Regions from separate parts of the Mus musculus genome. Here all the other regions are linked to region 3. A link is a contact called in public promoter capture Hi-C data. All regions are on one chromosome and are shown on one strand. Each heading gives the region's core, a stretch centred on a gene start, on an enhancer-like site or on the middle of the called end of the contact. The rest is flanking DNA. Distances are from core to core; before and after follow the strand shown. Region 1 holds the start of Krt12 (keratin 12). Region 2 holds the start of Cavin1 (caveolae associated 1). Region 3 holds the start of Gast (gastrin). Region 4 holds the start of Becn1 (beclin 1, autophagy related).

Region 1 (3,698 bases), core at 623-3,122, 910 kb before region 3:
GCTTTCAGTCATATGTGTCATCAGGGACACAATTGTTCCATTGAACCCCTTGGCAAAGATATTGTTAATTCACTTTGATACATTGAAAATTCAGGTCTAAACATAGGTACAATTATCAGGTTGAATTATGACTCATTGCAAAGAGATGATCCGTAGCTCCAGGTGGAAGCAACTTATAACTTAAAGCTGTGTACAGTGGACGGTTTGACTTTCAGTGCTTTTAAAAGCACCCTGTGTGGATTTAGGGGTGCACTGAAGGCAGGGGCCATGTGGGCTGCAGGACATTGGAATCGTTTGCCATCAGCGCAGCAGGAAGTGGGGAGTGGGAGGAGGAAGGAGTTACCACCAGCGGACTCACTTCATCCTGAAGTCCTCGGCAGCCAGCCTTGCGTTGTCAATCTGCAGGAGGAGCTGGGCGTTGCTGACTCTGGCAGAAACGATCTGGGAGAACAGAGGGAGACACATGAACACGGAGTCCTAAAGCACTGGCAGTTAGTTCACTAGTGTCACTTTGCACATAAGAATAAATCGTGACACAAAATACATTTTTCCTCCATCCAAACTCTTCATCTTTAAGTCACATTCTTTCAGCTTTTTTTTTTTTTTTTTTTTTTTTTTTTTTTTTTTTAAATATGGCTCTTCTATGCATCTTTAGTTTTGGTTGGGCTTCCCTCCTCACCCTTACTTTTCTGTGCATCCCCACCCCATCTTTGTTTAAACCTTCCTATGTTACTCTTCCCCCTTCCTCTATATCAGTTTAAGCACCTCCTCCCTGCCATGAGACCTTTCTGCTCTCTATAGGCACTCAGTTAAACTCAAACAGAAACCTAAACATTCCAAACTAGAATCCACATCTGAAAGACAGCAGATGGCGTTTGCCTATCAGGGCTTGGGTTACCTCGCTCAGTCTCCAGTTCCGGTTTTCTAAGGCAAAGGATGTGGCTGTAGCTCAATGGGAGAACACTTGGTCACATACCCGAAGCCCTGTGTTCATTCCCAGCACCACAGCAAAACAAAGCAAAGCCCCAAACTCCGAAGGGTTCGGGACAGCTTCATTTTAAAAGCAAATGTATTGATTAAAAATAATGTTGATAAGTTAAGAACATTTCTTTTAGACAGTGGAAGGACGGCCACTTAATGGTGAACGGAACTGTACTTCTGTGCTTCTTGAGGGGAGGAAATTCTCCAAGTACCATCTAGTTTAAAAATATCTAAGTTAAGAGGATTTATTTTTATAAAAATATTGTAATAAAATGAAAAGGTTTCTAAAGCCCCTCCCCTTACCTTATTCTTCAAGTCTTCAATCAGTGGGTAGTATTTACTGTAATCACTCTGAGACCCAGCGTCTCTGGTTCTCCGTGTTTCATACCACTCTCGAATTTTGTTTTCCAGTTCTGCATTAGCCTCCTCTAGAGAGCGAACCTTACCCAGGTAGGAAGCTAGTCTGTCATTTAGATTTTGCATGGTTTCTTTCTCAGAACCAGAAAGAAGACCTCCATCATTGCCAGAAAAGATACACAGAGAGCCACCGCCCGAGCTTCCAGCTATCCCCATCCCTATCCCCATTCCTCCCGCGCCACCTCTCAGAGGTCCCCCATAGGCAGAGCCAAGCCCCGGCAAGCAACCTGCAGAGCCACCGCTAAAGCCAGAACTAGAACCAAACATGGAAGCAGCAGAAAAGAGGCCTCCACAGCCAACTCCAAAGCCAGAGGCCGATCCCCCATAGCCGCCGGCAACACTAGAAGCAGATGCACCCCAAGGTCTGCCTGCCGCCCCATTCTGTGAGGAAGACCTCCTGGACAGCGCAGAGGTGCAGACTGAAAGCGACATGCTGTTGCTGGAGAGGTGGTGACCCAAGAGAGACCGCAGTGCTGGTATGCCAGAAGGGGTCCTGCCTTTATAGGCTGGGAGGTGGGTGTTGCGGTTAAAGAGTTCACTCTCTGCGTTCCAACTCTCGCATGCCCACCCACACCCAGTTGGCCAGCTCAGCAGGTATGTGATTTATGCATCGTGAAAATTCACTGATATAGCTATAATCGAATAACCATTACCACTAGATATCTGACACACAAGAAAGAAGGCTGGGTGGAGCAGATAGGCTGTCGTAAGGAATCTGTCACCTTCAGTTGTCCTCAGCACTGCCTGTATCTTCCAGACACCAGAAGAGTGACGACTGGAGCATTAAGGAATCCTTCCGAAGCCCCATGCTTCCTGAAGCTCTGTCTTCCCCTCCCCTGTCTATTTCTTTCGGTTCAGTATAAGCCAACCAACCATGCTGTGGTTCTCTCTGTAGGGACAGTTTCAGAGGCAGATGAAGAGCGCATTCCTGGAAGGTGAGAAACAGAGGTGTTTTCCAAGAGGACATTAGAATCTGAGCTTGCAAGGCTCTGAGAGCATCTGCTGTAAGGAGTTGTGTGGTTCTTGCTTTTCTGAAAATGGAACACTTAAACATGGGAGCCAGCTGTTTGGAAGTCGAACATTTATAGTTAACAAAAGATTGGCATTCTCAGTGAACCATGACGCTGGGCTCTGGGCTGAATGCTTATTGCTATTTCTTCAATGGCATTACCTGTGAGAATTTTGTAGTAAATCTGTTGGCTGAATGGATAGTATATCACCTACAGTGTTCCACCATTAACAAAATACATACACACACACATACACACACGCAAACACTGTCCAAAATAAGAAATGATTAAAACTCCATGCTTCAGAAGCCAGAGAGTCATTTCGGTGGATGGAGAGGAATGCATTTTTGCATCACAGAACAGCCAATGGGAGGCTGTCTTATTAAATTCCTGTGAATTCTTTGGGAAGCATGATCCTGAGAATTTTATCCAGGGGTCAGAGAGATGGCTCAGTACTTAGGAACACTTGCTTCTTCCAGAGGACCCAGGTCCAAACCACCCCCCACCTCCAATGACAATCAATCTAATGGCTCTGGTGTACAGGTTCCCACAGCAGAGCCTTTAATAGTAGCTCCATATTTCCTGGGCGCCCTGGTCCCAGAGAATGCTTCTTTCTCTGGCCTTTATGCCATGAGAGTTGGTCTCAAGGTCAGTACTTGCTTTGCAGTGATAGAGCGCGGATTCTTCCTCGTTCAGCAAGAGCAACACTCACCTCGTCCAGGTAGTGTTGGCCCTTATTCAGCCTCCCCAGAGGCGAAATCTTAAATCTGGAGTCGTACCAAGCCAGAGTGAGAGCTGCCTATTGGGCACTCGGGAGCACATGCAGAAGGTCACAGCTGAGCTTCATGGCAGGCCTCCGTAAGAAATACCCAGGACAGGGGCTGGAGAGATGGCACTGACTGCTCTTCCTGAGGTCCTGAGTTCAATTCCCAGCAACCACATGGTGGCTCATAACCATCTATAATGGGGTCCCATGCCCTCTTCTGGTGTGTCTGGAAACAGCTACAGTGTACTCGCATAAAATAATCTAAAAAAAGGAAGAAAGAAAGAAGGAAAGAAAACCCAGGATCAAACAGACTGGCAGCTTTTCAAATCACTTTCCCAGGGTCAGGAACACTGAACCCGGAGTGACAGCTACTGACAACTCCCCTTAACCTTGTTAAATAAGGAACATGTGCAAGGGACACATTCTCCTCCCAACCTATACAGTCACAAAGAAAGAGCAGGGCTTCAAAGCAAGAGGTTTGCAGAAATGATACATTTATACTGTAAATATATGCCTGGGAAGCA
Region 2 (3,592 bases), core at 582-3,081, 640 kb after region 3:
ATCACATGGTTACTCTGGGGCATCTTAATCAAGAAAGTCTCTGAGCTTGGTGATCACAGCCCCTTTACAAAGATCTTTGAAGGTAGAGCACGTTTCCATTCCCTTCAGGAGCATAAACTAACCCTACAACCATCACTCCTATTAGGAGTAGAAGCATCAACTAGGCCCAAGCAGGAGGACGCAGAGCTCAGCACATTCCCTCCCAGGGAAAGAGCACTAAGTCCACACTCAGCTCAGCCTTACTCTCAAGGGGGTCAGGGATGGGGAGCGCAGGGACAAATCTGCACTGCACTGACTCTCAGATGCTTTAGGGGTTAAGATATCACAGTTATATCCAGGCTGGAGGAACCCAGAAAGGTGCAAAGAATGCAACGGGTGGAGCCCGTGGAGTGCGGCAGCCTCCACCCACCAGCACCTTCACAGCTCGGGACATGGCCCCCGCAATCATGCGGGGGTGGGGTGATTCACTGCGCCCAGACCGCCACCTCCACCCGCCCCACTTACACTCCTAACGCCCACCCTACCTGCCCCACCCGCTCCCAGCAGGCGCCAAGGGCGCCCGCGCACTGCAAGACCCTTGGGAACTGAAAGTGCCTGGAGGCCAGGGGCAGATCGCGGCCTAGGGACATGCGTGGGTAGCCGAGGTTGGTGCGGGGGCGCGGGGATAGGGTGTGGGGGGCTGACGATCGTGTCCCTTGCATGGCGCCCCCGCCACTGCGTGCCTGAGCCCTGAATCACCCGCTATATCGGGCCCGCAGCGCCGGAGGCCCCAGGTCCCGGGCCCCACCTTTAGTGTCTGCTTACAGAGGGGCATACAGAGACCACCAGAGACCTCGGGCATTCCCTCCCTTTTCCCTCTCTCCGCCCCACCAAAAAAAAAACTTCCTCCAAGTGGAAAGGCGTTTGACAGAGACAAGCTGGGAGCATTCAGCGTTCCCAAGTCTAGCCCGCTAACTTTTCCGATAGGAGTTAGAGACCGTGGGGAGGAGCCTGGAGAGGAAGGCGCAGGGTGCGCCCCTCTGTGAGCCCCAAGAGTTTGCCACTCCCTAAACCCCACTCCAACTGGGTTCACAGGAAGGGGGGAGGAGCTCCTGACCGCTCTCACCAGGCCGGGCTGGCGGAGAGACGAGCCTCGGCCGGGTGTCCCCACCCGGATCCCAGGCCGGGACCCCAGCTCTGGGCGCGGTCCGCCCCGCGGGCTCACCTGGTAGATCATGACTTTGAAGTTGCGGCGCCTCAGCAGCTCCGCCTCGTTGACCTCCAGTTTCTTTATCTGGCCGGCCTGGCGCTCCAGGCTGCCGCGCACGGTCTTCACGTTGACGCTGACCTTGCGCACCTTCTCCAGCAACTTGCTCACGGTGTTGCTCGTGGTGGCGTGCGCCTTGCCCAGCTTGCTCAGCTCTCCCTGGATGCTCTGCACAGCGCCCTCCATCTCCGCCTGTCGCTCCTCCAGCTGGGCTTGGGTCAGCTGGATCTGGTCAACGGCGCCGATGATTTTATCCAGAAGGCTCAGCACCAGCACACCGTTCACCTGGTCCGACTTGATCAGCTCGTCGGAGCCGGTCCCCGACGGCTCCTCCGTGGCCCGCGCCTCCCCTTGGGTGGGCTCCGGGCCCTCTGAGGAAGCATCGGGAAATCCGGAATACGGCCGCTCAACGATATGGAGCGTGACATCCTCCATGGCTTCCCGGAGCCGTGCGGGGCCGACCGGGTGGAACTGGAGCGGGAGACCGGGAGAGAAGGAGGAGCGAGAGACTGGACAGCGAGCAGGAGCCCAGAGCGGAGGAAACTCGAGCCACGTCCGTGCGCACCGGGACTCTAGCCAGAACTGTGGGGCGGGGAATCTGCGAGTTGCCCGGCTCCTAGACCAAACCCGGAGTCCCGTCGGCCATTGGCTGGCCCCACCCCAGAAAGGGAGGAACCGGGGCAGGAGGGGAGACCAACCCCGGAGGGGCAGCAGAGGGGAACCCAAGAGCTGGGCGCCCCACCCTGTTCAGGATGGTTGGAATAGTTGGAGCGGGAGTCTAGGGCCCCCCTTGGCAGTGGAGGCTGCGGCAGCGGGACTGGGGCAGAGGAATGTGAGCTGCGGAAAGGAATTAGGTCTTCGGAGTGTGCTCTACTCTTTCTCTTTCCTCACCCACAAACCCACTCCAGCCTTTTAAGATCAAGCTGAGGTCCAAATGGCGCGTGAATTGGGTGTAAACGAGTAGTTTGTGTCTATGCCTCATGTCCTTGGAGGATCCTTGCCCTATACAATCTTTTTCAAAGATTTGGGGGTCTGCCCCCATCGTCTATCTATACACTGAGTTACCACTGTCCCCCAAATCTTGTGGGGTTGTTAGTGAGAGAGAGGGAAGAGATGAAATGACAGAAAGGGTGACGGCCTAGAAAGGGCCTCTAGGTTTCTCTTAGAATTGTAAGGACAGGGCATGATTAAGGCGAGAAGTAAATTATAAAGTAAAAGCTTTTGGTCACTTCTCCCAGGGCCCCCTCCAGCAGATATCTAGCTAATTCTAAGAATGTGAGCGTCGGACTCGTTCTTCCCTTGGGTTCTCGGATATTAGGTGAGCATTCAGGGAGATCACGGAACCCCATCTCTTTACCTAGCAGAGAAAAGAAGGCCAAGAGGAGGCAGGTGGCTCTCCAGGGTTCACTCCAGGTTACTGTTGCCATCTGTTCTTAGCTCCAGGTCTCTGAACTCCACCGGTACTCAGTACCTTTCCCTGGGGCAGGAATTGGGGCAACTATAGCGGTACTACCGAATGGGGAAGCGAACAGTTTTCTTCATGGTGCTGAACACCAAGGAGCTGGCAGTTCTGAGCAGGCGCAGAAAAGTCCTTAGCACAGACGTCTAGAGACACAGGCTGCCCTGTGTCTCTAGACACAGGCCCTCAGCAATCCCTGGAGCCACCCCAATTCCCTTTCCCACAGAGATACTGAAAACCTTTTCCCTGATTAGGAAACCAGGCTTGGGGTTCCCCGCCTGGATGGGTTCTCGGCAAAAGGTCACTTCTAGTCTGGTGCCCACCCTCCTTAAGTTAAACGCTGCTCTGTGGAGACTCGAGGGTCGTCGATCTAATCAATCAATTCACCAACGTGTGGAGCAGATTGCCATATAGGGTATAGAACTTTAGGGACCTCTGAATAAAACAGCAATCCCCCAACACACCAATTGGTTTTCTCACTTGAGGTTAAAGAAGAGAGACCCTCAGGCGAGAGTGGCGACGCACGCCTTTAGTCCCAGCCATTGGGAAGCAGAGGCAGGCAGATCTCTGAGTTCGAGGCCAGCCTAGTCTACATAGTGAGATTCAGGATAGCCAGGACTACACAGAGAAACCCTGTCTTGAAAGACAAAACAAAAAAAAAGAGTGAACTTCTGCATACAATTGAATATTTGCCAGGTGTGATGGGATACCTTTGATCAAAGCACTTGGAAGGCAGACAGGCAGATGTCTATGAGTTCGACAGCATCTTGGTCTACATAGCTAGTTCTGGGCCAGCCAGAGCTATACACTGATACCCTGTCTCAAAAACAAAACAAATGGGGAAACAAACAAACAAAATAAACTACATGTTTTATAACCATCACAAT
Region 3 (3,390 bases), core at 380-2,879:
TATCCAACCACAGGCCTTTGTGAGCACAATATGCAGTGCGCACACCCGAGGGAAAGGGCTATGCCTCTCATCTCTGAAGAGGACCCTTGTCATGGGCACTTTGCAGTGCCTACAATGACAGCCACCACTGCTGAATAGGAGGCAGGCTGCTGTTTATAATAATTGCCATCCTAGCTGGGGGAAGAACAGCCGGGGGCATAACCTGATCCACAGGCAGAAATCAACCTAGCTCTCTGGAAAGCTTGTAATTTCCTGTTACCATAGCAACACCAGCATCTCCATCCCCCCCAGGACGTGAGAAGAGCTGCTCTTACCATGTCCTTCCTCCCAACCCCCTCCAATACCTTCTATCTCTGAGATTTTTGTGTTTCAATTAATTACTGTCAATGCCTGTACTGCGTTTTGTCTCCTCCTCCTCCTCCTCTTCTTCTTCTTTTTATTTTTATTTTTTTCTTATTCCATCTGCTGAGTCACCGTGTCCTGCTCTGTATTAGAGTGGTTATTCACTAGAACATTTGGGTGCTGGTTGCCATGGCCACAGTGCAGCCTGCATCCTTCATCACCTGTTAATTCTCAGCAAGGCTGGTTGCGAGCGTGGGTACCACTGCCCTTATACAAGACCCAAGGGACATCAAAGCTCCTCAAGACAGGAAAGGGGGCCCAATGACGCATACATGAGAGCAAATGTCTCATCTCAGTTATGGAAAAAAAAGTCTAGAGATTGTTATAACCTTGCAAACCACATTCAGGTGGAAGTTTATCAAATAAACCAAGAAATGTATCATTTTTCTTTCCCGGTACATCTTTGAAAAAATGCCTTCGTTCACTAACCACTTTAAGATGTAATTTTTTTGTTGCAATGTTATGAATTCTTTATGCAAATCACAACCTACCCCTGAAAGCAACATGGAAGAGTCTTGAAACACAAGGTCCTCAAGGAACTGGCTCCCAGTAGGGGGCTGGCTAGAGGTCTGATTAGGTGCAAACCCAAGGAGTGGGTCCAAGAGTGTTGGGCAGATCCCGCCCAACATAGAGGGCATAGACAAGAGATGCTGAGGGTTTTCCATGGTAACAGGAGCATAAAAGGGTTCCAAGGCAACCAACATGAGAATCTCAACAGAAAGAGCAAGCCCATCAGCCCATGGCCCATTGCTCCTGATAACTATGACAATGATATCCTGTTTGCAAAGCCCAATGGAGGGGACAGGGATCAATAAGTCAGCCTACATGCATACACTACCTGTTCATCAAACATCAACATATGCGCACATTGGTCATTTGATTCTCATTCATTCTCTCCCTTCCCTCTCCTCTCAGCCCCGCCCCATGGGATGTAGTCCAATAGAAGACTAGGAAGCCGATGGCCCAAGGCATACAGTAGAATGAGCTGCTCTGGAGCCCAGGGAATCTGTCTCCTGTCTGTCTCCTCCCTGTTTCAGCCCTTCCCTTTCCCCATATTCTGAATAAATAACTAATTGATTGACAGCTCTGTGACAGGGTGGGGCAGAGTGACAGGTTGAACCTACATTCCAGGCCCATTTCTCTTGCTGTGGGGAGTCTGGCCTCACCTGGAAGGAGGGTTTGGGAGGAACCTCGAGGGCTTTATAAGGCAGACCTGGAGCAGCGCACAGAGCAGAGCTGACCCAGCGCCACAACAGCCAACTATTCCCCAGCTCTGTGGGTGAGAAATTGGGAAGGGAAAAGAGGGAAAGGGAGGGGAGGGAAGGGACAGCAAGGATGAGAATTGACAAGCCCCCTGCCTTTAGAGGCTCCAGGCCATGGTGTCTCCAGAGATGGGGTCCCTTGCTTGGCCCAGAGTGGAAGGAACTGAGTCGCAGTTCTAAGGCCACACTGTTGTCCGTGATTCCCGCCTGCCTTTCTGCTTCACTTAGAACCCAGCCATGATCCTGGGGCTCCTGCCAGCCAGGGAGATGAGCAAGTGAGGGCCTATCCCCCATTGCTAAGATGAGAAAACTGAAGTCTAGAAGACAGGACGTGCTAAGACTGGAACTCACAGCTCTGGGTCCCGTCGCAAGCCCTTTCCTAGGCCAGTGCTACCTAAAAGAAAATTCTGCAATAATGAGAATGCTTTAAATCCGCACTTTCCTATATAGCAGCCATTAGCCACAGGAGTACTTATCATGTGGCTAGTTCAAAGGTGGAAAAATTGTATAGCAATTCATTCAAATGTAAGGAGACACAAATAACTAGTGACTGCCATATTTATCAAGCTGTATGGCTCATATTGGACAGAACAATTGTCTATAGCATTGATTTTTTCCCCCTTTTCATTCATTCTTTCTTTTTGGAAGGGTATCACTCTAGCCCTGGTTTGCCTAGCACTCACAGAACCTTGAGAGTGAGGCAATCCTGCCTCAGCCTCCCAAGTACTGAGACAGAAACAGGAGCCAGCAAGTCCAGCTGCGATTTTCAACATTTCTTTATTAGCCACAAATATTTCTCTCCCTCAGAACATCTCATTTGAGAATTTTGTCATAAGAAGCTAATATTTTTAAGGTTTTTTTTTGGTTGTTGTTGTTTGGTTGTTTTTTGTTTTTTTGTTTTTTTCAAGATAGGGTTTCTCTAGTACCACCCTGCCTGTCCTGCAACTAGCTCTATATAGAGACCAGTAGAGACCAGGCTGGCCTTGAACTCAGAGATCCGCCTGCCTCTGCTTCCTGAGTGTTGGGTTTGAAAGCATGTGCCAACACTCACAGCCTCTAATATATTTTTTTTTTAGTTTTTCGAGACAGGGTTTCTCTGTAAGACCCTGGCTGTCCTGGAACTCACTTTGTAGACCAGGCTGGCCTCGAACTCAGAAATCTGCCTGCCTCTGCCTCCTGAGTGCTGGGATTAAAGGCATGCGCCACTATGCCTGGCGTTTTTGTTTTTGTTTTTTTCTAATATCTTTTAATACACATTTTTCTTACGGGGGAAAGTTAAAAAAAAAAAAAAGCAAAAACAAAAACAAAACAGAAAATATCAAGTCCCAAGAACAGATAAGGTTTGGAACTTGATGTTTGCTTGGGCATTCTACTTTAGGTCCAAGCTGTGGTTTCCCCAGACTTGACTCACCCCACAGCTTGGCTGCAAATGCTGGGTTTAATTTATTTTCCTTAGCTGCATAAGTACAGTTGCAGGCTGTTCATCAGCTAAACACAGCGGAGCCTCTGCTCCAAGGTTGCCTAGCAACCATGGGGCCCAGCCTCTGATGGACATACTAGTGGTCTCCAAGTGGCAGTGTATGATCTATAACACCTTTTAGTGTGCGCATGCCTCTTTGTTGTTGCTACTTAAAATTTCACTTTAAGCTCTAAGAGTCACCGGACCTAGCCTCATCTGGTGGAACAGTCTGGAAAATACTGTTCTATGGTCATTGTGGGTGATTTT
Region 4 (3,449 bases), core at 839-3,338, 970 kb after region 3:
TAAAGCAAGCCTCTGTTATATAAGACTCTACCTCAAAAACAAAACATCACCAACAAAGACACAGCTAATATTCATTCAATGACAATCTATTCAGCCGTTTTTTTTAAAAGCATGAACTCCTGTCATTAAGACTGAAGGACATACATTAAATGAGATTATCCAGGCCCAGTAAAGCAAGCACTGCCTGGTCTCACTCAGGTGTGGTGCATCTCATTTAAACTGAGAACAATATGATGGTTATACACAACAGACTGGTTAGACAGGAGAAAAGTTCTGCTCTACTGGACGGTGCTGACTATGGGTACCAATGGTGGACTGCACAGTCCCCAAAAGCCAGCAGGGACGATTAGAAATGTTTCAACCACAAGGAAACAAACAAACAAACAAAACGTTAGAAGAGACAAATGTGCCAACCCTGATTTGAACATCATTACATGTGTATTCAAACATCAAGTGGCACCCCCTAAATATATCAGGTTTTAAAATGTATGAACACTAGTTTAGAAACATGTAAAGCCGGGCATGGTAGCACACAGACCTCCTTTATTCCAACACTTGGGAGATGAAAGCTTTCAACACACAACATTAACCTTTAAAAATGAAAAATAAGCCAGGTGTGGTGGCGCACACCTTTAAGCCCCAGGACTCTGAAGGCAGAGGCAGGACAATCTAGCCAGGCAAGGGCTAGAGTGAAACTCTGTCTATACCAACAGCAAGAACAATGAAAATAATTTTTTTTTAAGGAGAAGAAAAATAAAGAGCTGGGCAGATCACTCAATAGCTTAGAGCACCTGTTGCTCCTGTAAAGGACCTAGGTTCGAGTCCTAGCCCTCACACGGTGGCTCACAACCACCTGTTAACTCCAGTTCAGGGATCTGACGCCCTCTTCTGGCCTCTCCCGGCATCAGGCATTCTCGTCATGGACAGATGTACATGTAAGCAAACCACCTATACACATAACTAATACTAATTATGAATAAAAATGAATCAAGGTCTAGGGAGCTATATACAACAAAGCCAAGGTTTCCATGCTAATGCCAGGCCCATGAACGTGTTTAAACTCGCTAATCACCTCTCTCACTCTCTTCTTCAGGCTTCAAGGCTCTCCTACACTTCACTGGACCTCAGGTAAGTATGCTCACTGATGGCTCTAACCTCAACTCGTCACCTGTAAGAGGATGCACCATGGCACTTCTCCTGTCCTTTTTATTTTTGGAAACAGGGTCTCATTCAATAGCGCAGGCTGGCCTGGAACTTGAGGCAGCTCCGGCGTCAGCCTCCTGAGTTGCTGCAGTTATAGATGTGAGCCACCAAGCCTGGTTTCCACGGGGACTGTTACAGGACACCTGATTGATACACTGGTAAATCTTCAAGAAATTCTGTTATATGTGAATACTCCTTCACTCTGGAGACACTGTCAGAGGTCTATTCCTGACGAGAAAACCGAAAGCCAGAGACCGCCACCTCAATGTCCCTAAAGTTGCCCACTTCCCTCCTTCTTGACCACCCCTTTCCTCGGATCCTGCTGACCTGTGAGTTCCTGGATGGTGACCCGGTCCAGGATCTTGAAGCTCGTGTCCAGTTTCAGAGGCTGGCTACAGCGCTGGCACACGAAGCTCACCTGCATGGTGCTGCTGGACGCCTTAGACCCCTCCATGCCTGCGACAGCGGAGAAAAGACGACGTTAAGAAGAATCGGCTCCTTTGAACCTCGGGCCCGAGGCTACCCGCTGCCTTGGTGGTGGAGGTGAAGAGGAAAATCCCGGTCCGCGCCGTTCCCTCTGGGAGTGGGATGACACCAAGAGGACCCGCTTCCGGGGCAGAGCCCAGCTAAGGCAGTCTAGTCTCCCGAGCGGGGAAACGGGGCACCAGAGTGGCCGCCAGGGACTCTAGGCTTCTTCCTAAGGTCTCACTTCAGGCCCCGACGCTCCTCACCTCAGGAGCCCGGAGCCCGCCACCCAGGCTCGTTCTACCGCGGGGGCACGGTGGCCTCGGGTCCGCCCCGGAGCGAGACCTCCAGAGTTCCCATCGCCCGGTCTTCAGCTACTTCCCGGTCGGCTAGCTGAAGACTTCCGCCCAGGACCAGAAGTGACGTCACGACGGGAGCTGACGCAAGGACCCCTGCTCCAGATCCCTGTTTACCCGGCTCGGAGCGCCATCCAAAGGCCGAGCGGGGAAGTGCAGCAGTGCCGACAGGTGGGCCGAAGCTGCCCACACTCTTCTGATTTAGACGGTCCACTCAAGATTTGTTACTTCCAAGTGGAGCCACTTCTATATTCCTTAGGGATCAGGGTGTTGTTTGTTTGTTTGTTTGTTTGTTTGTTTGTTTGTTTGAGACAGGGTTTCTCTGTGTAGCCCTGGTTGACCTGGAACTCGCCCTGTAGACCAAGCTGGCATCCACTTCACAGAGATCCACTTGCCTCAGCCTCCTAAGGGCTGTGATTAAAAGCGTGCACCACCACCTTCCGGCATGTGTGAGCTTTTAAAGTGTATTTTTGGGAGAGTCAAATTGTCTAAACCCTTCTGAGGGAGTGCGTTTGGCAGGATGGTAAATTTTATTGTTATATGTATGTATGTATGTGTATGTGTGTATGTATGTATATATGTTTGTATATGTGTATATAATAAAATGCAAATACATTAAAGGTGATAGTTATATGTATGTATATATGTGTATGTGTGTATTATGTATGTATATAACAAAATGTAAATAAATAAAAAGGTGACAGTGGAGACTGGAGAGATGGCTCAGCAGTTAAAAGCACCAACCGCACTTCCAGATGACCTGGATTAAATCAAATCCATCCACCCACATGGCAGCTCATAACTGTCTGTAACTCCAAGAACTGACACCACTATCACCACTTTCACACAGTCATCCATGTATGCAAAACACCAATGCATTTGTGGTGTGTGTGTGTGTGTGTGTGTGTGTGTGTGTGTGTGAGAGAGAGAGAGAGAGAGAGAGCTGGCTCCTGTGAGTATGTGTGTATCTGGAATCATATCCAAGGCCTCTCATATACTAAGCAAGTACTCCACCAATGAACTGTATGTCCAGCCCTACTTTGTAAGTTTAACATATGTGGGCTGCCAAGATGGCTCAACCTGTAAAAGTGTGTGCACCAAACGTGAGAGAGACCCTAAGGTCAATTCCTAAGGATCGGAGTAGGAGGAGATGAAGTTGACCTCCAAAGGAATTCCAGGGTATGGACTGCCCTCCACCACCACTAAGGATAATAAAAATAATTGAATGTTTTCCATGTTGCTCCAGTTTTGTTAATTAACATTCTCATTGCTGCAATACATCACAGCAGAAACGCACAGATTACAGTGAATTTCTTTATTGATGGAAACTTCCATTGCTTCCAATTTGGGTGGATACAATAATATCACAATGAGGAATTGACTTTGTCCTAGAACAGAACCTTATCATTAAAAGTACTGTAGACT

The links. Promoter capture Hi-C pulls out the DNA fragments that hold promoters and counts their contacts.
Region 1: a promoter capture Hi-C map of stem cell-derived epiblast-like cells shows a contact between it and region 3, with 8 times the contacts expected there. The contact joins the promoter of Krt12 here to the promoter of Gast in region 3. A contact is called at or near these places in 11 of 39 promoter capture datasets (cranial neural crest, embryonic stem cells, frontonasal cranial neural crest and 6 more) and 5 of 115 datasets of contacts at active chromatin or transcription factors (embryonic forebrain, embryonic limb bud, embryonic stem cells and 2 more).
Region 2: a promoter capture Hi-C map of pre-B cells shows a contact between it and region 3. The contact joins the promoter of Cavin1 here to the promoter of Gast in region 3. A contact is called at or near these places in 4 of 39 promoter capture datasets (embryonic stem cells, hippocampal neurons, liver and 1 more) and 2 of 115 datasets of contacts at active chromatin or transcription factors (embryonic midbrain and pancreatic cancer cells).
Region 4: a promoter capture Hi-C map of the SN4741 cell line shows a contact between it and region 3, with 3 times the contacts expected there. The contact joins the promoter of Becn1 here to the promoter of Gast in region 3. A contact is called at or near these places in 3 of 39 promoter capture datasets (the SN4741 cell line, liver and pre-B cells) and 1 of 9 other capture datasets (liver).

What each region holds. Positions count from the first base shown.
Region 1 is chr11:99,420,387-99,424,084 of GRCm38.p6, forward strand. Krt12 (keratin 12) reads right to left here and starts at 1,873. Exons shown (of 8, transcript NM_010661.2): 1 at 1,285-1,873; 2 at 359-441. The coding sequence starts at 1,830. A830036E02Rik (RIKEN cDNA A830036E02 gene) reads left to right here. Exons shown (of 4, transcript NR_153851.1): 4 at 1,479-2,712.
Region 2 is chr11:100,968,786-100,972,377 of GRCm38.p6, forward strand. Cavin1 (caveolae associated 1) reads right to left here and starts at 1,832. Exons shown (of 2, transcript NM_008986.2): 1 at 1,205-1,832. The coding sequence starts at 1,681.
Region 3 is chr11:100,332,778-100,336,167 of GRCm38.p6, forward strand. Gast (gastrin) reads left to right here and starts at 1,630. Exons shown (of 3, transcript NM_010257.4): 1 at 1,630-1,681.
Region 4 is chr11:101,300,198-101,303,646 of GRCm38.p6, forward strand. It overlaps Becn1 (beclin 1, autophagy related), which reads right to left and starts at 2,089. Exons shown (of 12, transcript NM_019584.4): 1 at 1,935-2,089; 2 at 1,531-1,659. The coding sequence starts at 1,657.